Regions from separate parts of the Hordeum vulgare genome. Here region 1 is linked to region 2. The links are chromatin contacts, called in public Hi-C maps. All regions are on one chromosome and are shown on one strand. Each heading gives the region's core, a stretch centred on a gene start, on an enhancer-like site or on the middle of the called end of the contact. The rest is flanking DNA. Distances are from core to core; before and after follow the strand shown. Region 1 has its middle 120 kb from the start of LOC123443496. Region 2 has its middle 73 kb from the start of LOC123439782.

Evidence for each region. A called contact is a pair of places that touch in the nucleus more often than the background predicts.
Region 1: a contact with region 2 is called in a Hi-C map of leaf, with 3 times the contacts expected there. The contact joins two enhancer-like sites. A contact is called at or near these places in 2 of 6 Hi-C or Micro-C datasets (leaf and seedling).

Annotation. Positions count from the first base shown.
Region 1 is chr3H:196,029,857-196,034,261 of MorexV3_pseudomolecules_assembly, forward strand. No RefSeq gene overlaps it. Among protein-coding and RNA genes, the nearest start is that of LOC123443496, 120 kb to the left of the region's middle. Within about 2 kb of position 1,380, at least 3 of the 3 cell types and tissues checked have open chromatin away from gene starts, as enhancers often do. A contact at or near this core is called in leaf and seedling, where this site is marked.
Region 2 is chr3H:195,534,632-195,538,554 of MorexV3_pseudomolecules_assembly, forward strand. No RefSeq gene overlaps it. Among protein-coding and RNA genes, the nearest start is that of LOC123439782, 73 kb to the left of the region's middle. Within about 2 kb of position 2,205, at least 3 of the 3 cell types and tissues checked have open chromatin away from gene starts, as enhancers often do. A contact at or near this core is called in leaf and seedling, where this site is marked.

The sequences.
Region 1 (4,405 bases), core at 130-2,629, 490 kb after region 2:
TTAAACAATCAAAAGGTGCCAATTCATCTAGATACTCCTAGAGTAATGATACCACTACTCAATATTAGATGGTCTAACGTGTGTCAAATATGGTAGACACTCTTGCAAATAAAATGCGCCGGTATATACAGCGGGTAATCAAGACAGTAGAGGCGCAGATAGAAAGCGAGACGATACAATTTTGTAGATATCAACGCTTATGAAACAAATGTGTTCCGATTCAACAACGCCTAGGAAAATGATGTTTCAAGGGTCGACAACGCCTAACTACAAGACGTGACATAAGAACTTTGATAGCGTCATTTCATCCGACACTTCAGGGCGGCTCCACGCTGATAGCGTGACCGACGATCATGGACTTCTACCGGTCAAAGCCGTCTAAGAGAAAGGCGTGCATACTATTGAACGGGAGAATAGGGATTGGTGGAATAGTTGTTGTATTCCTTAAGCCTTGTGGGCATATATATAGGAGTACATGATCATCTTCGAGTACAAGTCAAGGCAGGAACAAGTCCTAGTCTATATATGCTTTCTTAAACAATCACGTTACTCAACATCCCCCCGCAGTCACAACGGTAACGACGCACACGGTGAGACTGGAGAAGAATCCTAAGGTAAGCCGACGGTCATCCCCCACAGTCGTAACGGTCGATGCATCGTGGAAGTTGTGGCCAGAGTGGAAACCGATGAGGTTGCTCAAGCAAGGCGGTAGCCCTTTGTGCGTTGGTCGAGGTAGCCGAGAGCGTAGGGTGGTGTAGCCGTGGTCGAGGTAGTCGTGCGAAGAACGCCATGGTCGATGTCAAGTCGGGGTAGCCGGTGTCGAGGAAGTCGCCGTGGAGCCGCAGGCGCAAGGAGGCGCCGAGTTAGTCATGGGCGCAGTGGTGTCGAAGTAGTGGTGCGCCGGCTAGGTCTAGGAACTTGCGGCAGATACCATATTGAACGGGAAAATATGGATTGCTGGAATAGTTGTTGTATTGCTTGAGCCTCGTGGGCACACATATATGAATACATGATCATCTTGAAGTATACGTCAAGGCATGAACAAGTCATAGTCTATCTATGCTTTTCTATAAATCACGTTATACGTTTACGTTACATGTCGTACGGTCACGCCTGAACAAAGGAGTCAAGTAAGAAAATAAGAGTCTTCCTCGAGGGGCCATTTGTAAGATAATTTCCTTTTCTGTACGCAACGTAGGGCCCGTTCTCCGCGTCGGATCAGTCAGCTGCGTAGCTGGCTTTAGCTAGCAGCTAGTACTAGCGGCCATGCGTGAAACGATTGATCGAGGCGTGCATGTTGTTTGATGCCGATGGGCACGACACGGCGCCCGTGACTCGGCCGAGAACATGAACCAGACCAGGCCTAGATCACATTCACACGGAGCTAGCGAGTGCCCGATGTGCGCACCCCATGTGCTCGTGATGGATTTCCTGCCTCCAAGTCACTAGGCTAACTCGTGATGGGATAAGAGCGATCTTGTCTTGGCCGTTGTTTCCATCAGCTCAGGCTAAACAAAGATCCGATCGAGCTGGGTGGCAACTTTACCTTGTTGGTGTCCCCGTCGGGCGCAACGGAACCAACTGATGCCTAGCTCCGCGCTAGTGGACGTGGAGCCTGGGCCATTGATTGAACCGAAACCGGTCACAGCACAAGCATCGGCATGCACGGCGCTGTCGCATTCACCCAGGTTGGAAGCCATGTATATCTGCGAGATTTGGACCGTGCTTCGTTCTGGCTCGCGAACCGGCACTGCACCACCCCCAGTCGCTCTCGACGGAAATATGGTGGCACATGGGTATGGGTGCGTTCATGCTGGCCAGCGGAGGCTGGCAGCTCGTGCTCGTCGCTGTTGGGGAATTAAGCGGGAAAATCACCATCAGTCCCGCTCATTACCAGTATTCGGTCGCGGCTGAACGGGCAATCATGAGCCTCGGGTCGCGATTACCTGTGTATCCAATCATGCTGGATTCCGGAGCAGCGGTTATGCACGATACTTTGTGCGCACTACTCCGTACTATTACAAGTACAAATTATTAATCCCACATCGGAAATTTGAGTCACTCAAACCGGACTTAAAATTAGCGGCGTGCCTTTTTCATCGCCGGGCCTGGTAGTTCGGGCCTGTCACCCCATGCTTTGGGGGGCAGGAGTTGACTGAGGTGGCGTTTATACAGGGCCCGTTTGTTCACGGGTTGTTTCAGTCCTGCGCTTGAAAAGTGCAGCATTGCTAACCTAAGGGCCGTTGTGCGTGCCGGAGGTGTCGAGGATGGTGGCCCTTTGAGGCCGGGCAACCCCGGCCTGCAACCACCATGGCCTGCCTGTCAAAAGCGCGCCCCTATGTCAGCTCCTTAATTTTTTTGGGACCCCATTTGGCCCAAGGTCCACTATAAATATATTTATTTATTGTTTGAGGTATGCCATGAAAAAAATCAGAAAATAAAAAATGCCACACTCTTGACAAATATCAGAAAGTTTTTTTTATAAATAGCTTTATTAAATTATAGATTCGTTGAAGACATATCACATTAGATATGATATGCTTGTCCTTGAGTGATGTGCTTTTCCTGTAAACGTCACGATAATGAATTTTCAACATGTTTCATGTTTAACACATTATTGACGGTTTCCATGCGGAAATGAAAAGTTTACCCCCCCCTCAACCGTACAAACACAAGGCATGGCTAGCTGAATTCACGGATGTCCTCCAAACAATCAACTTTCCAGAGGTAGTTTTATTTTATTATTTATTATTATTATGTTTGAGTAGGATTGGGCATTCCAATTATCAACCTCTCTCGTGCAATGACAAGTGAATAAACATTCATTATGAAAATAATTCACTTAGCATGGAATATACTTACCGCCCCGTAGCTTCACGAGTAGTGCACACACACTAAACATATGTTTATTTGAAGGTTTAGAGATGACACATGTAAATTTACTTGAAACAAAGGGTAATACCGTATATAGGTAGATATAATGGACACTTATGGAATAAACTTGACTCAAGAATTCTGGATGCACAAATAGTAATCCCGCTTGGCGTGATAATTATAATATAAGATAATTTTTTATTTGACCACACACTGTTCATAAAAAATGTCACACTTTTCACCCAAATTGGGAAGCCAAAAATAACCTTTGAAATTGCCAAGTAATATATAAATATTAGTTTTAGCACAAATATTCATAAACCCCTCTCATGCCCATTGGCAGAAAACATCACACCCTTGCAAGAGCTAGAGGCCAGAACATCTCGCTCTCATCGTCGTTGGAAGGAATGGATGCGAAGAAAGAGGCGATCTCATGTGTCGTCTGCTGCAACCGACGTTGCTTCTCCGGGTAAGCCACCCTTGCTTCCTCGTTCTTGGGAGGGACTCGAAGGATTAGTCGATGGCGAGCTTCATCTTAGCGAACTTCGGATCCATTTTTACATGGCTATGAGGTTGTCGTTGGCGAGCATCTGTCACGAGATGTTGCTTCATCGCCATCTAGCCTACCATGTCGATCTCCAACGGATCCAACAATGGCGCCGTCTGAATCGGGGATGGCGGGGGTGATTGATACGTCTCCAACGTATCTATAATTTTTGATTGTTCTATGCTGTTATATTATCATTCTTGGTTGTTTTATAGTCATTTTGTAGCAATTTTATATAATTTTTGGGACTAAGCTATTGACATAGTGTCTAGTGGGAGTTGCTGTTTTTTTCCTTTGCAAAAAAATCCATATCACATGAGGTCCAATTTCGACTAAACTTTACGAAGATTTTTTTGGAATAAAAGAAAACTTGGGGGCCAAGATTGAGCAGCAGCCAAGGCCCAGGGGGGCCCACTAGACACCACGGCGCCAGAGGCCTCTGGTGCAGCCTGGTGTTTAGTGGGGCACTCCCAAAGCTTCTGCACTGCCTCTGAGCTCTATAAATACCCTAATATTTCAGAAACCCTAGGGGAGTCGACGAAAAATTGTTTGAGCTGCTGCAAGTTCCAGAGCCACGAAAACCAATCTAGAGCATTTTTCAGAGAAGAACACGATCATGTAGGGGTTCACCATCTCCATTGGTGCTCCTCCCATGATGTGTGAGTAGTTCAAATCAGACCTATGGGTCTGTAGGCAGTAGCTAGGTGGATTTCTCTCTCGTTTCGTTTCTCAATACAATGGTCTCTTGGAGATCCATATGATGTAACTCTTTCTTTTGCGGTGTGTTTGTTGGGATCCGATGAATTGTGAGTTTATGGTCAGATCTATGAAAACATATTCATGCTTGATTATTATTGCCTCGTATTTCTTTTCTGATATTTGGTTTTTGTGTGGCCAACTTGATATTCTATCTTGCAATGGGAAGATGTGCTTTGTGATGGGTTCAATCTTGCGATGCTCAATCTCAGTGACAGGAAGAGACAT
Region 2 (3,923 bases), core at 955-3,454:
TCCGCTCCACCAAGAAATCTCAGGTGCCGTTCGTAATTAACGTAGGGCTAGTCTTAAGAAGTTCAGGGATATTAACACGGAGACCGTAATGATCCCTTGTTCCCGCCAAAATGTCTTGGATAACAGTCGTTTTTCCGCATGGAATGTACTGGTGTACATGTGCAGTGCCCCACGTCTGATTAAATAAGGTGTTATTGTCAGTTAGGCTTATCAGTTGTGACCAATTGGCCACGTTTAATTGTTCTCTTTTTTGTTCTACCCACTAATCATACGTGATTACCATACTACGTTGGACACATATATCTTCATCGGATTCCTTGATCCGGGGGCGGATCATGGATCCTGGCTGCAGATCTACATATGCAGCCCAACCAAACATTGTGATTGTGTTGGACAACATCACAATGGAATCGCTCTCTGTCTCTACGCACATGTGTTCTACTCCCCCCTTCTTAAATATAAATCTTTTTAGAGATTTTAATAAGGACTACGTACGATGCAAAATAAGTGAAACTATATTTTAAAATATATCTATATACATCCGTATCTAATTCCTTAGTAAAATTTTATAAAAAACTTGTATTTAAAAACGGAGGAAGTACATCACAAGTATGATCCCTCATTGATAGCCTTCTCCAATCAAACCATGCATGCGCAGGCGCCTAACCAGAAACCATACAGTATGACAGTCACAGTATGTCAATATCACTATGTAGGGTGTAGCAATGAGCCAATGACATATGGAAAGGACAGAAATGCATTGCATCCACGAGGGCCTGCAATCAGAGTATCAGACGACTGCCTAATCCGACCTTTAACGATAAAACAATCGTATATTTCGGGATAAATCAGCGGCATCTTGGACTGGTATCGTCTCATACGCATCGCCACGACCGACGGACACAGCATTACAGCGCTGCGCACAGCCCAGCATTAGTGAGTCTACAGGTGCCGTCGCACATGCACGCACGAACAGCTAGCAGATAGGAGTAGGACACATATGGGAATGCTGCCGTGCCGTGCCGTGCCGTCCTAGGGTCCAACGAACTTTGCATGTGTTGTTCAACTTTTTCAGGAACAAGCTAAGCTCTGTCTAATATGATGATGCATGGACCCAACACAACAGCTGGCGCAACTTGTCTTAACTATGTATATTTAACAGGAAGCGCTGTCCGCTTGAATGCGGTGATGGTAGGAGTGACCAATTAGTCAAACGAGTCAAGTTAGATTGACGTACTCCTTGACCTCCGACGCCTGAGAGCTTAAACTAGCCGTGCTTTCACGTGGGGAAGATATTCTATTCTCGCGTAGTAGCATGCCTGACCATGGTACACTTGGATTATCTTCAGACCGACCCTGGTACGCGAGTGAGTTTACCCTACCGAAATCACCAATTTTGACACCAAATCCAGATGGAAACGGCGAATCCCCAAGGAACGACACATCCCGTCGGCGCTCTGGATCGGATGGATGCCAGGCGCAAATTCTGCTTGGCTTTGCGGCTTGGGGGCACGGAACCCGGCAATCATCGTACCAACTGCCCCCACACGGACACGGCAACCGAAAAGCGCGGGGGAGCACCGGAGCCTTGATTGTTTTTTTTTTTTTTTTTTTTGCTTTCTTTCGCCCTTATAAACGGGCACTCGGCCATCCATGATTAAGCAAACCACTAGCACATGACACAAGGGCAGAGAAAGGGAGGAAGAACACACCAAGCCACGGCGGGAAACAGTACACCACGGTATTCAGGGCCCGTGATTCCTGCGGTTCTAGGGGCGCCTCCGCGCGCAAAATGGGAAACAACACGATCTGCAAATTTTGCTCGCCGGGGATGAAGCAGGGAAATACGCTAGCCCACGCGGCGTACGTGGGTGAGGATGTCGGTCGGTAGAAACGGTAAAGAAACCGCATCTAGGCGGAATGTTGTTGCCGCCCACCTGTCTAGGTTGGGAAAGGATTGCCTGGGCTTTGGATTAGGCTTGGACGGCGGTCAAGGGCTAAAGCCTGACGCCCCACGTCGTGCGCCTGCAGCAGGGTACAAAAAAACATATACTACGATTCAAAATAAGGGAGTACAAAAACCTTCTTAAACTAGAAGTGGTAATGTAATCATGTACTACTGGTACTAGTTAATTACTCTACAGTTTGGGAAAGGACACTGCATTCGCAGCGGTGAACATGGCAAAAGGCCCTTTCAGCACATGCGCCGGGGCCCACATGCCTGTCTAGTGTACTGTAGTACTGTGCTCCCATGCCTTGCATCCATCCTCCTCCCGTGGGCCTCTCCTCTCCATCACGCTGGAAGTGATCACGCACACGCAGCTGCGTCTGTGTGTGAACTGGTCTCTGGTTGACACGAGTTCGCTGCGGCCATGAACCCATGTCTGTGCTTTGCCTCAAGGCGCTCACCACAACTTTAGAGCAACTCCAACCGATCCAAACGAAAGGTGATTTCGTTCGCTTTTCGTTTGATTGCCTCGCGTATCCGTTCCGGTTATGATTTGGGATGACAGCGCGTCTAACGTGTCGATCCATATTTGTCCGTCTGGTCGGCTAGCCGCCGGTTTTTGAACAAATACAGATATTTTTCATATTTTGCAACAACAAATGATATATCGTAGTTTCACAATTAAAAATAAAATATAGCAAAGTTTTACAAGCCCAATAAAAATTAAATTGTCTACAAAATACACCTATTAATTGCCAACATGATTTCATATATGCTCAACCAAATCATCTTGTAACTAAATATGGGTTTTCAAATCACGCATTTCATGAAGAAACTCGGTGAACCGTGCAAACGATACCGCTTCTCCGCCATGCTGAGGCACCACATTGTCACCCTGAAATTCAAACCCTTGACCGTGTAGACATTCCGGGCGCTCATCCTCTACTATTATATTGTGCATGATCACACAAGCAGTCATCACTTCCCATAACTTTTTGGTGCTCCAAGTTCTAGCATGATACCGAACTATGCCCATCGAGATTGCGGAACACCAAAGGCACGCTCGACATCCTTCCTAGCACTCTCTTGCTCTTGGGCAAATCTTTTCCTCTTCTCTCCGACAAGGTTGGAGATTGTTTTCACAATAGCGGTCCACTGTGGATAGACTCTGTCAGCTAGATAGTATCCTTTGTTGTAGTTGTGACCATTGATGTTAACATTGACTGGCGGACTGTTGCCTTCGGCAAGCCTTATAAACACCGGCGATCGTTGAAGCACGTTGATATCATTGAGCAATCCGGCCATGCCAAAGAAAGAATGCCAGATCCAGAGATCTTGAGAGGCCACGGCCTCAAGTATGACGGTGCAAGCCTTGGCATGGTCCTTGTGCTGGCCTTGCCAAGCAGAAGAGCAATTATTACGTATCCAGTGCATGCAGTCTATGCTGCCAAGCATTCATGGGAAGCCCCCGCTGGCATTAGTCGTCAACAAGCGGGCTATGTCTGCATCAGTCGGCTCTCTCAAATACTTGGGGCCAAACACTGCAATCATAGCCTTGTAGAATTTGTATAATGACTCTAGGCATGTAGACTCACTCATACGGACGTACTCATCGATAAGATCACCGTGTACTCCATAAGAAAGCATCTCGATGTGAGCAGTGCATTTCTAATAAGACGAGAAGCCAATCCTTTTAATGGCATCCTCTTTGCACTCGAAGTAGTTATCGTATCCAACCACCCCCTCTCGAATCCGGTTGAAAACATGCCTAGCCATACGGAAACGACGCCTGAATTTCTGATGTTTGCAGAGCAGATTGCTTGTGTCAAAGTAGTCCTTCCATAGAAGGAAATGGTCTCTCTCTCGGTTGCGATTCAACATCGGAACATGCCTCGAAATCGAGCCCCGGAACAGCGACCGCTGCCTATTAATGTGATCATGGACCAACACGGAAGCAACATCTCCTCATCGTTGG